3 separate regions of the Zea mays genome follow, and regions 2 and 3 are each linked to region 1. Evidence: chromatin contacts called from public Hi-C data. All regions are on one chromosome and are shown on one strand. Each heading gives the region's core, a stretch centred on a gene start, on an enhancer-like site or on the middle of the called end of the contact. The rest is flanking DNA. Distances are from core to core; before and after follow the strand shown. Region 1 holds the start of LOC103634937. Region 2 holds the start of LOC103634943 (homeobox-leucine zipper protein HOX29). Region 3 holds the start of LOC103634940 (Protein translocase subunit SECA2 chloroplastic).

Region 1 (3,016 bases), core at 301-2,800:
CCTCCCCTTATGTGTGGTCTGGTCTGCTGATATGAAGATTTTGGTTTCCTTGCCTTACTAGAACACTATCCTTTCAGAGAAATAGGAATAATTAAGCTTAAAATGCAAGGTGCCTGTAGCGGCTATTCAAGTTCATCAGTCACATTGAATTCTTGGATAGAAAACATGCTTATGCACTATGGGCCTGTCAGGCCCAAGCAGCATCCCATGCCATTGATTTTGGACGCCTGATGGCTACGATGGAATGCCTGGCAGGCATCTGCCTGGGAGGTTGCAATCCAAACTGCCCATTGTGCCTCATGTGATGTGAAGCAATTTAATATGTTCTTTGTTGATGATATTTCCTAATGCCTGTGGTTCAAAAATCAATGTTCTCTATTTGATAACTAGAATGTGAAGTGATTTACTTTGTTCTTGTTGTTGTTTCTCAAAAGATATTCTCTGTTAGGTAACCAGAATGGTTGTCATTTGGGAAATCAGCTCCTATTGCAATTGTTATCTATGATGGGTTTTCCTTAATTATCCATCTATTCTACTGGGTGCTTGTGGTTCAAAAAACAATGTTCTCTATTTTATAACTAGAATGTGAATTGAGTTATTCTGTTCTTGTTGTTGTTGTTCCTTAATGCCCGTGGCTCAAAAGATGTTCTCTGCTAGATAACTAGAATGGTTGTCATTTGGGAAACAAACTTCTATTGCAATGTTTATCTATGATGGGGTTTCCTTAATTATCCATATATTCTACTGGGTTTTCCTTAATTGTCAATTGATCCAACTATTCTATTCTCATTGGTAGTTCGCAAGTTAGGTCTGGTGTGCACTGCGCAAGATCATGGGTGTCGAGCGGTTCGCGCGTGCATCGGCTGGACGTGCTCTAGCACCGCCAGAGTGAGAAGCTGCAGCAGCTCGTGGATCGAACGAGGCCTAGAAGGTACGATTTCCCTGCCTGCTTCTCGGTCTCTCTCGCTTTTGTCAATTCTCCTCTCGCTTTTGTCAAGATCATGGGTGACTGATGCTTGTTAGTGTGGTGCCTTGGCGAGAGTTTGGCTACCAGGTTAGGATTGATTGCTGCGTTGAGGTGCATACACTATTCAGAAATTAGCAGTATGCTCAATCGCTTGTAAAACAGTTTCATTGTTCGTAAGTAGCATTATGCTCGATCTCTTGTAGTATGATTGTGCAATTTCCCTTTTGCAAAATGGTTGATAGTGACCTACGTGAGTAATTAATTATTTTAAGGGCTCATTTGGAGCGGAGGAAATTTTCCCGTTTCTTGCGTTTTTCCTGTGAAAACGAACTGATTCTTGTATGATTCCTCTAAAATTATGTTTAATACTAATTTTTAACTCTCGTGGCAACGCACGGGTATATATCTAGTGATTAATGAAGGGAAAAGACGACTTTTAGCATTATTGTTTACGTAAAATGGACATTTGTTTAATATGAATAAGGTCTGGCCTACAAATGACCCTGAGAAAACGGCCCATAATCACAATGACGGCCCAGCAGCGGAACTCTAGGCCTCCACTCCACTCCACGCTCCGCCGCAAGCATCCAACTGAGCCCGCAACCAGCAGCATCTCCCCGCCCGCATGGATCTCGCCGCCGACTTACCCCCGACGCGGGGCCGAGGCGGCCCCGGCGCGGGGCCCGTCGCGCTCGCTTCCGCTCTGCTCCGACGCGAGAACCACCGGCGCCGCGCGCTCGCCTGCGGGGCCGTCCTCGCCTCCGCGCTGCTCCTCGTGGCCACGCCGCGGTTCCGCCACACCCCTGCGCTCCACCTATTCGCCGACATGCGCAATCTCCTCGGCGTGCCCAACACGCTCAACGTGCTCACCGCCTACCCGCTTCTACTCGCCGGGGTCCCGGGCCTCGTCCTCTGCCTCTGCGGCAGCGGGTGCTTCGGCGTCAGGTGCCCCCCTTGGCCCTTACCCTACCTTTGTTTGATGAAATGTCTAAAGAAGTTCGTCTTATGTCCTAGTTTAGTAATTTGCTTACACCTGAGTCAAGTGAACAGATCGATGATCCTTAAATTGAATAATTTTTTTTTGGCTAACCAATGCTTTTGGCATAGTAGTTGTAAAATAGTCCGATCTTTTGAGTCTTGCTTGAAAGCTTCGGAACTCAGAAGAGGTCAAGAGGAGGCAATAGGTGTTTTTTTTTTCTATTATGTCCGAATGAGGTTCCACTAATCCTGTGGATTTTTAAGTTAAACGAGATGGCACTCATGAATCATGTTGAGAACCTTTGCTTATACGTCTTCTAGCCATCTGCTTGCTTGCTTGAGGAAATGCTTTGCTTCAGAATGTGCAATTTAATCTTGCCATATTATAGAATGGCTGGGTAATGGGGATTTGAATCATGGGCGTTCAATTAAAAGTAGGTTGATATGCTTCAATGGAAGCCAATAAATGAAATGTGTGCGATCCTCCTACTTTTTCAGATAAGCCTCTTCATGTGAAACTAATCTGGTTTTCTGTGAGGTGTGCTGCTTCAAGAACTTTTTCTATCGCTCATGGCAACACTCATTGCCTTGGATTAAATTTCACAAATTGATAACATGCCACTTTGTGGAATCAAGTAGCTTTAAACTATATATGATTTTCTGTGAGGTGTGCTGCTTCAAGAAATTTTATATAAGGAATGACAGCATACTCGTTCCCTTGAAATAAATTTAAAAATTTGATAACATGCCATTTTGTGGAATCATGTAGCTTGAGGTGGGAGGCCTCGGGATGGTTTCTCTTTTATGCTGGGAATGTAGCAGCAGCATTTGGCTCAGCTTACTATCACCTCAAGCCAGATGATGACCGCTTAATATGGGACAGGTTGCCGGTACCTGAACACTACTTTCTTGCTGTCACCTTTTCCTCTACTGTTTACTCATTCCTTTTGTTTTGGCATGGTTTGGATTCCTTTTTGAGAAATTAGTGTTCAAAAAATGAGTTTAATAATACAAATCTTTGGCCATAACTAAAACTGTGCACACCTAGGTTTTCAGGGTTTTAAGTCCAGA
Region 2 (3,016 bases), core at 368-2,867, 480 kb before region 1:
AATAGAGAAGAGTGATTTCTCAGTTTTTTCGTGCTGGAACACCGTAATTAATATTATAGGCAAAGAAAATTCACGCCCTGCGCTGAGATGGATTGTATGGAGTCGAGCGCTGCTGCTGGTAAGTAAAAATATTAAAAGGAGCGAGTGCTAAAAGAAAAAGGGAAAGAGATTCCTTTAAGCACTGCAACTGCTCGCCTGCCAAAATTTTATTCTGGTACCCTCCTCTTTCTCTCTATCGGCGTGACGGGAAAAAGGAAAAGATGCAGGTTGTATTCTAGCGATAGAAAAACAAGCAAGGGGAAAAAAAAAGAAGAAAAGCTCGGAATCTCTCCTAAAGCATGTGCAGAAAGCCCTCAATTATTTCGTGGTATAAACTAGCATCTCGCGCCCTGTTTCATTTCATCGAATTAAGGTCATGTTGGAACCCTACCTCTAATATAGTTAGTCATTAAAATTATTCACGGGGATTTTAAACACCCCAACTAATATTCAAGCGATTTTAAACACCCAAACTAATATTCAAGCGATTTTAAACACCCCAACTAATATTCAAGCTAATTAGTACCTAACATCTTAGCTAATAATTGGATCATTAGCTGGTTTAACCTAGCTAAAACCAGTTAAAAATTTGTAAAAGACCTTCCTATTCCTTTGAGACTCACATGTTCATCTACTCCTGTACGTGTCCTCCTTCCGCCTTGCGGGACCGCCCTCTCGTTGTTGCCCCCCCCCCCCCACACACACACACTGTCGACATCTCGTCCCCGCCACATCGCCTCCTTAATTAGTTTCATTATTCAAGAAATTTGTGTTTTTTACAAATTTATGTTGCTTGTGTCATGGTTAGGGTGTGAAATCCATTTAAATTTGAAAGAAAAAATATAAGAAAAAAAGAATTAGGGACACTCTCCGTCAGCTTAAGCTTTTGGTTTAAACTGGTTGGAACATGCAACTGAATATGATATCGCAGCCAGAGTTCTCAAGTTCGAATCCTGTTTAGCACAATTAAATAAAATAATTGTTATTCGCTCCTATATTTCACGTCAGGGACCTAAAAGAGGCTCGACGTGAGGAAAAGTATTAGAATATAACATAAGTGAATTCTCCACCTCCTTTCATCAGATTAAGTTTTTTGATTAAACTGATTAGTACATGCAACTTAATAGGGAAGTTAGCGGCCCGACCAACCTATTATTAATTTGGGGGTTCGAAATACAGCCCTAGCTAATAGTTAGCATCTCATTCCCGTTAACAATTTATTTATTAGCTGACCTATTAGCTTTAGGGTTTCTAACCAGGGCTGCGAAAATTCGAACTTTTTGGAGATAATTAAATATTCTATAGGTATGAAATATCTTATCTCTCCCTCTCTCTGTTTATTTATATAGTGATTTTTTTTTTAAAAAAAGTGGCGGCCATGGTATGGAATTGGAATGTAGGTACGGGTCTCCTGCTTTCGGCGAATATTGATGATATAATATTACCAGAAGAGATGTTTTGCATTGCAGCACGGAACCATCGTTTCGGCGAGCGGAAGAATTGAAGGCGGGCTCCACGGCCGATTCGATCGCCTCTCGTTTTCAAAGTACCAGTAGGATCGATCATATCGGCGAAGAAGCCCCACACATCAGCAGCCCAGCCCTTGCATGTGTGCCAGCACCAGCACCAGCAGGCAGAGGCTCCGGCCCGGCTCCAAATCCTCCTCGTGCTTGCCGATGTCCGGGCGTTAGAGGAAAGCGGCACCGGTGCTCCGGCCATATGGCCTCTCGCCCCCTCCTCCTCCGCCCATGACCGACCCCACCCGGCCCGGCCCTATTCTTCTACTACTCCCTACTCCACGGCTACGCCCACGCACATGCCTCCCACACCCTCATCACTTGCATTGAGCACCACGTCGTCGAGCTATCTGAGCACAAGTGCTACTAAGCTAGTAGCCACCACCTGCTATAGGAGTATAGGCTATAGGCCTATAGCTACCAGAGCCGCCAGCTGCCAGAGCTGTAGCTCAGCTAGCTAGTAGGAGAGTAGGGGGTCGTCGTCTGGGTGTTGCTGGCCGCTCGATCGAGTACTCAGTTGTTGGCTGCTGTGCCATTGCGACGGCGGCCGGCGGGCCGGGGAGCGAGCGCGAGTCGGAGGCAGATGGTGACGGCCAAGGAGGCCGCGGCGGCGGCGGCGGCCATGGACGCCAGCAAGTACGTGCGGTACACGCCGGAGCAGGTGGAGGCGCTGGAGCGGCTCTACTACGAGTGCCCCAAGCCGAGCTCGCTGCGCCGCCAGCAGCTGGTCCGCGACTGCCCCGTCCTCGCCAGCGTCGACCCCAAGCAGATCAAGGTCTGGTTCCAGAACCGCAGGTACGGTACGGCCGGTAATTATCACACCACACGTGACGTGAGCCACTCCTCCTCTCCTCTGGCGCCGGCTCTGTCCACCCGCGCGCGTACCGTCGTCGTCCTCCATGGCCCCGAACTAACCGATCTCCACCGGCGCGCATCACGCACGCACGCAGGTGCCGGGAGAAGCAGCGGAAGGAGTCGTCCCGGCTGCAGGCGGTAAACCGGAAGCTGACGGCCATGAACAAGCTGCTCATGGAGGAGAACGACCGCCTGCAGAAGCAGGTCTCGCAGCTCGTCTACGAGAACGGCTACTACCGCCAGCAGACGCAGAGCGTACGCGTACTCCCCCTCATCGCTCAACTCCTTCTCCCTCTCCCTCACCTTCCATTCCAGGCAGCAGCACCGCTGTGCTTGTGTTCACCCCTCCGCCGTTGCTTTGCTGCAGGCGGGGCTGGCGACCACGGACACGAGCTGCGAGTCGGTCGTCACCAGCGGCCCCCAGAACGTGGCCGCGGTGCTGCCACAAGCCCAGCCGCGCGACGCGGGCCCTGCCGGGTACGTACTACTTAGCCCGTGCCTGCCTTTTTTTGCCTTTATTTTGCCATGGCAGTATGGCTGGCACCAACCTGCAGTATCCATGAGCGTCTCTTCTCTGCAGGCTCATGTCCATAGCGGAGGAGACA
Region 3 (3,016 bases), core at 153-2,652, 320 kb before region 1:
ATTTCCAAACATCAGCAATCTCTGGACGGGATTTTGGATCATATCTCAAGCACGATGCTATAACTGCAGCCAATGGTTCAAGTATAGTACCAAGCAATGTGGCATCAAGCCTTGTAACCACTTCCTTCTCCCAATCATCATACAGTCCTTCAGAGTTCCAACCTGCCACAGGCACAAGCTGTTCATCCCTAGTAAGAAGTGCCACGAACACACAACCCAACGACCAGATATCCGAGGTACAGCCAACCAAACCATCAAAATCACGACCCTCCGTCCGCAACGTGTCACCTAGCACTGCCGCCACCTCTGGAGCGATGAAAGCTCGAACACTGTTCGAGCTAGCCCCAGCTTGGACTCCCCGGCACAAGGCCAACGCCTGATTCAAATCAAGCATGCAGTGCCCAAAACGATCGAGGCAGAAGCAGTCCAGCCCGAGGCACCCCAGCACCAGCCCCTCGCTGTGCAACCCCATGATCACTTCACATGCCTCCATTACAAGGAATCCGGCCCGCACCACCGTCTCCTCTCTATTGATAATCTCCTCCTCCAACAATTGGGAAACCGTACGTGGGTGCCGTTCAGAGACCATCCATAGTGGCGGCGCGTGAGGGGACATCCAGACACCGTAGAGCCTGCTCACCATCCGTGCTAGCCTCGCGGAAGAGGCGATCAGACCGGCCAGCTCCTCCTTGGTCGCGTCGCTGAGCGCGTCGACCGCGGCGAGGACCCGCGTCGCGTGGCTGGGCCGGTAGAATTCGGCTTCCTGCTTCGTCGGGGGGACTGGTTGGGTCTCGATCGGGAGGAGGCTCACGGGGCGGCCCCGCGCGCAGAACCAGGGCGCGCCGAGGTCGGAGCCGAGGGATCCGAACGCGAGGTGGACGGGGCTTGGCTCGGAACCGAGCGGGGAGGCGGACTCGGGGAGGACGGCATGGCGGAAGCGCGAAAGGAGGCGCGAGTGGGCGGCGTGGAGCGGATGGGGGTGGGGAAGCGGCGCTGTGACGAGGGTGGCGGCGCTGAGAGCATGCGATGGGGAGGGGAGAAGAGTGAGGAGGGCGAGGTTTTTGGGGAGGGAGGAGGGGCCGAGCGCGCGGGCGTAGGGGACGCACTGGGAGCAGAGAGGGCAGCGGAGGGAGGAGGCGCCTGCGGCCGCGGAGGCGGGCGGGAGGGCCGCGATGCAAGACCCGCAGAGGGAGTGGCCGCACGGGAGGACGCGCGGCACAACGGAGGCCGCGTCGAATGGGGAGAGGCACACCGGGCACTCGGGAGGTTCTGCATCCACCGGTGGCGCTGTGGTTGGCATGGTCGTCGTCTCCTCGAATCGGCGAGACTGGAAGCCGGGCGGCGGCCTGCGGCCGGCGGGTAGATATTAGCAAGGTGTATTCGGAGTTGCGGAGAACATTTCTACTGTTTTTTGTTGACCAACGAACAGCAGCCAAACAAAGACTTTCCGTTCCGGTGTGCATGCTGCACACTCCCGTAGTCCCGTTATTCTAAATTTAATTAACTTGATTTATTAAAAAATCATAATTATTATTTATTTTTATTATCATATCGTCTAACATATAATATGCTTTTAAGTATGGCTTCAATTTTTTATTTTTTTTAAAAATGAATAAATCGAACCAATCAAACTTAGGAAAAAGTAAAACGAATTTATAAATTATGATGGAAGGAGTTCGTAAAAATAAAAAAGTTTGGTTTTAACCTCTTCTAGATGTCCAAACGTGACGTCCAGTCTGGCATGGGCATGCGCTCACCGGCCTATTCAGAGCGTGCCAGGTGCGACACGGGATCTCTCGACCAAAAGGCATGGCCCGGTGGGTACTCGAGCGGGTCATGTCATACCATTGGCCCTGACAGCCCATCAGTACAGGACCGGGGCTGGCCCGAAGATCACAGAAAATACATATATACTGGTATATAATAGAATTCACAAAAAACACAAAAGACCACACAAGAATTGAATGAAGGAATAATATTTGAGTTGTGTCGGGGACCATAATTAGGGGTATCCCCAAGACTCCTAATCTCAGCTGGTAACCCCCATCAGCACAAAGCTGAAAAGGCCTGATGGGTGCGATTAAGTCAAGGCTCGGTCCACTCAAGGGACACGATCTCGCCTCGCCCGAGCCCAGCCTCGGGCAAGGGCAGCCGACCCCGGAGGATTCACGTCTCGCCCGAGGGCCCCCTCAAGCAACGGACACACCTTCGGCTCGCCCGAGGCCCAGTCTTCGCCGAGAAGCAACCTTGGCCAGATCGCCACACCGACCGACCGTATCGCAGGAGCATTTAATGCGAGGATCGCCTCACACCTTATCCTGACGCGCGCTCTTCAGTCGACAGAGCCAAAGTGACCGCAGTCACTTCGCCGCTCCACTAACCGGCCTGACAAGAAGACAGCGCCGCCTGTGTCGCTCCGACTGCTGTGCCACTCGATAGAGTGAGGCTGACAGCAGCCAAGTCCGGCCTCAGGCGCCATAGGAAACTCCGCCTCGCCCGACCCCAGGGCTCGGACTCGGGCTCGGCTCCGGAAGACGACGAACTCCGCCTCGCCCGACCCTAGGGCTCAGACTCGGCCTCGGCCCCGAAAGACGACGAACTCCGCCTCGCCCGACCCCAGGGCTCGGACTCGGCCTCGGCTCCGGAAGACGACGAACTCCGCCTCGCCCGACCCCAGGGCTCGGACTCGGGCTCGACCCCGGAAGACGACGAACTCCGCCTCGCCCAACCCCAGGGCTCGGACTCGGGCTCGGCCCCGGAAGACGGCGAACTCCGCCTCGCCCGACCCCAGGGCTCGGACCCAGCCTTGGCCTCGGACGACGATCTCCGCCTCGCCTGACCCCAGGGCTCGGACTCGGGCTCGGCCCCAGAAGACGACGAACTCCGCCTCGCCCGACCCCAGGGCTCGGACCCAGCCTTGGCCTCGGACGACGGTCTCCGCCTCGCCCGACCCGGGGCTCGGACTCGACCTCGACCTCGGAGGAGCCTCCGACCCAGGGCTCGGACCGACCACGTC

The links. A called contact is a pair of places that touch in the nucleus more often than the background predicts.
Region 2: a contact with region 1 is called in a Hi-C map of tassel, with 2.8 times the contacts expected there. The contact joins the promoter of LOC103634943 here to the promoter of LOC103634937 in region 1. A contact is called at or near these places in 3 of 25 Hi-C or Micro-C datasets (bundle sheath, ear and tassel).
Region 3: a Hi-C map of tassel shows a contact between it and region 1, with 2.2 times the contacts expected there. The contact joins the promoter of LOC103634940 here to the promoter of LOC103634937 in region 1. A contact is called at or near these places in 2 of 25 Hi-C or Micro-C datasets (endosperm and tassel).

What each region holds. Positions count from the first base shown.
Region 1 is chr8:22,780,678-22,783,693 of Zm-B73-REFERENCE-NAM-5.0, reverse strand. It overlaps LOC103634937, which reads left to right and starts at 1,550. Exons shown (of 6, transcript XM_020542406.2): 1 at 1,550-1,912; 2 at 2,715-2,835. The coding sequence starts at 1,593.
Region 2 is chr8:23,256,619-23,259,634 of Zm-B73-REFERENCE-NAM-5.0, reverse strand. LOC103634943 (homeobox-leucine zipper protein HOX29) reads left to right here and starts at 1,617. Exons shown (of 17, transcript XM_008657521.4): 1 at 1,617-2,351; 2 at 2,507-2,666; 3 at 2,779-2,888; 4 at 2,992-3,016. The coding sequence starts at 2,140.
Region 3 is chr8:23,104,204-23,107,219 of Zm-B73-REFERENCE-NAM-5.0, reverse strand. It overlaps LOC103634940 (Protein translocase subunit SECA2 chloroplastic), which reads right to left and starts at 1,402. Exons shown (of 7, transcript XR_004851907.1): 1 at 1-1,402.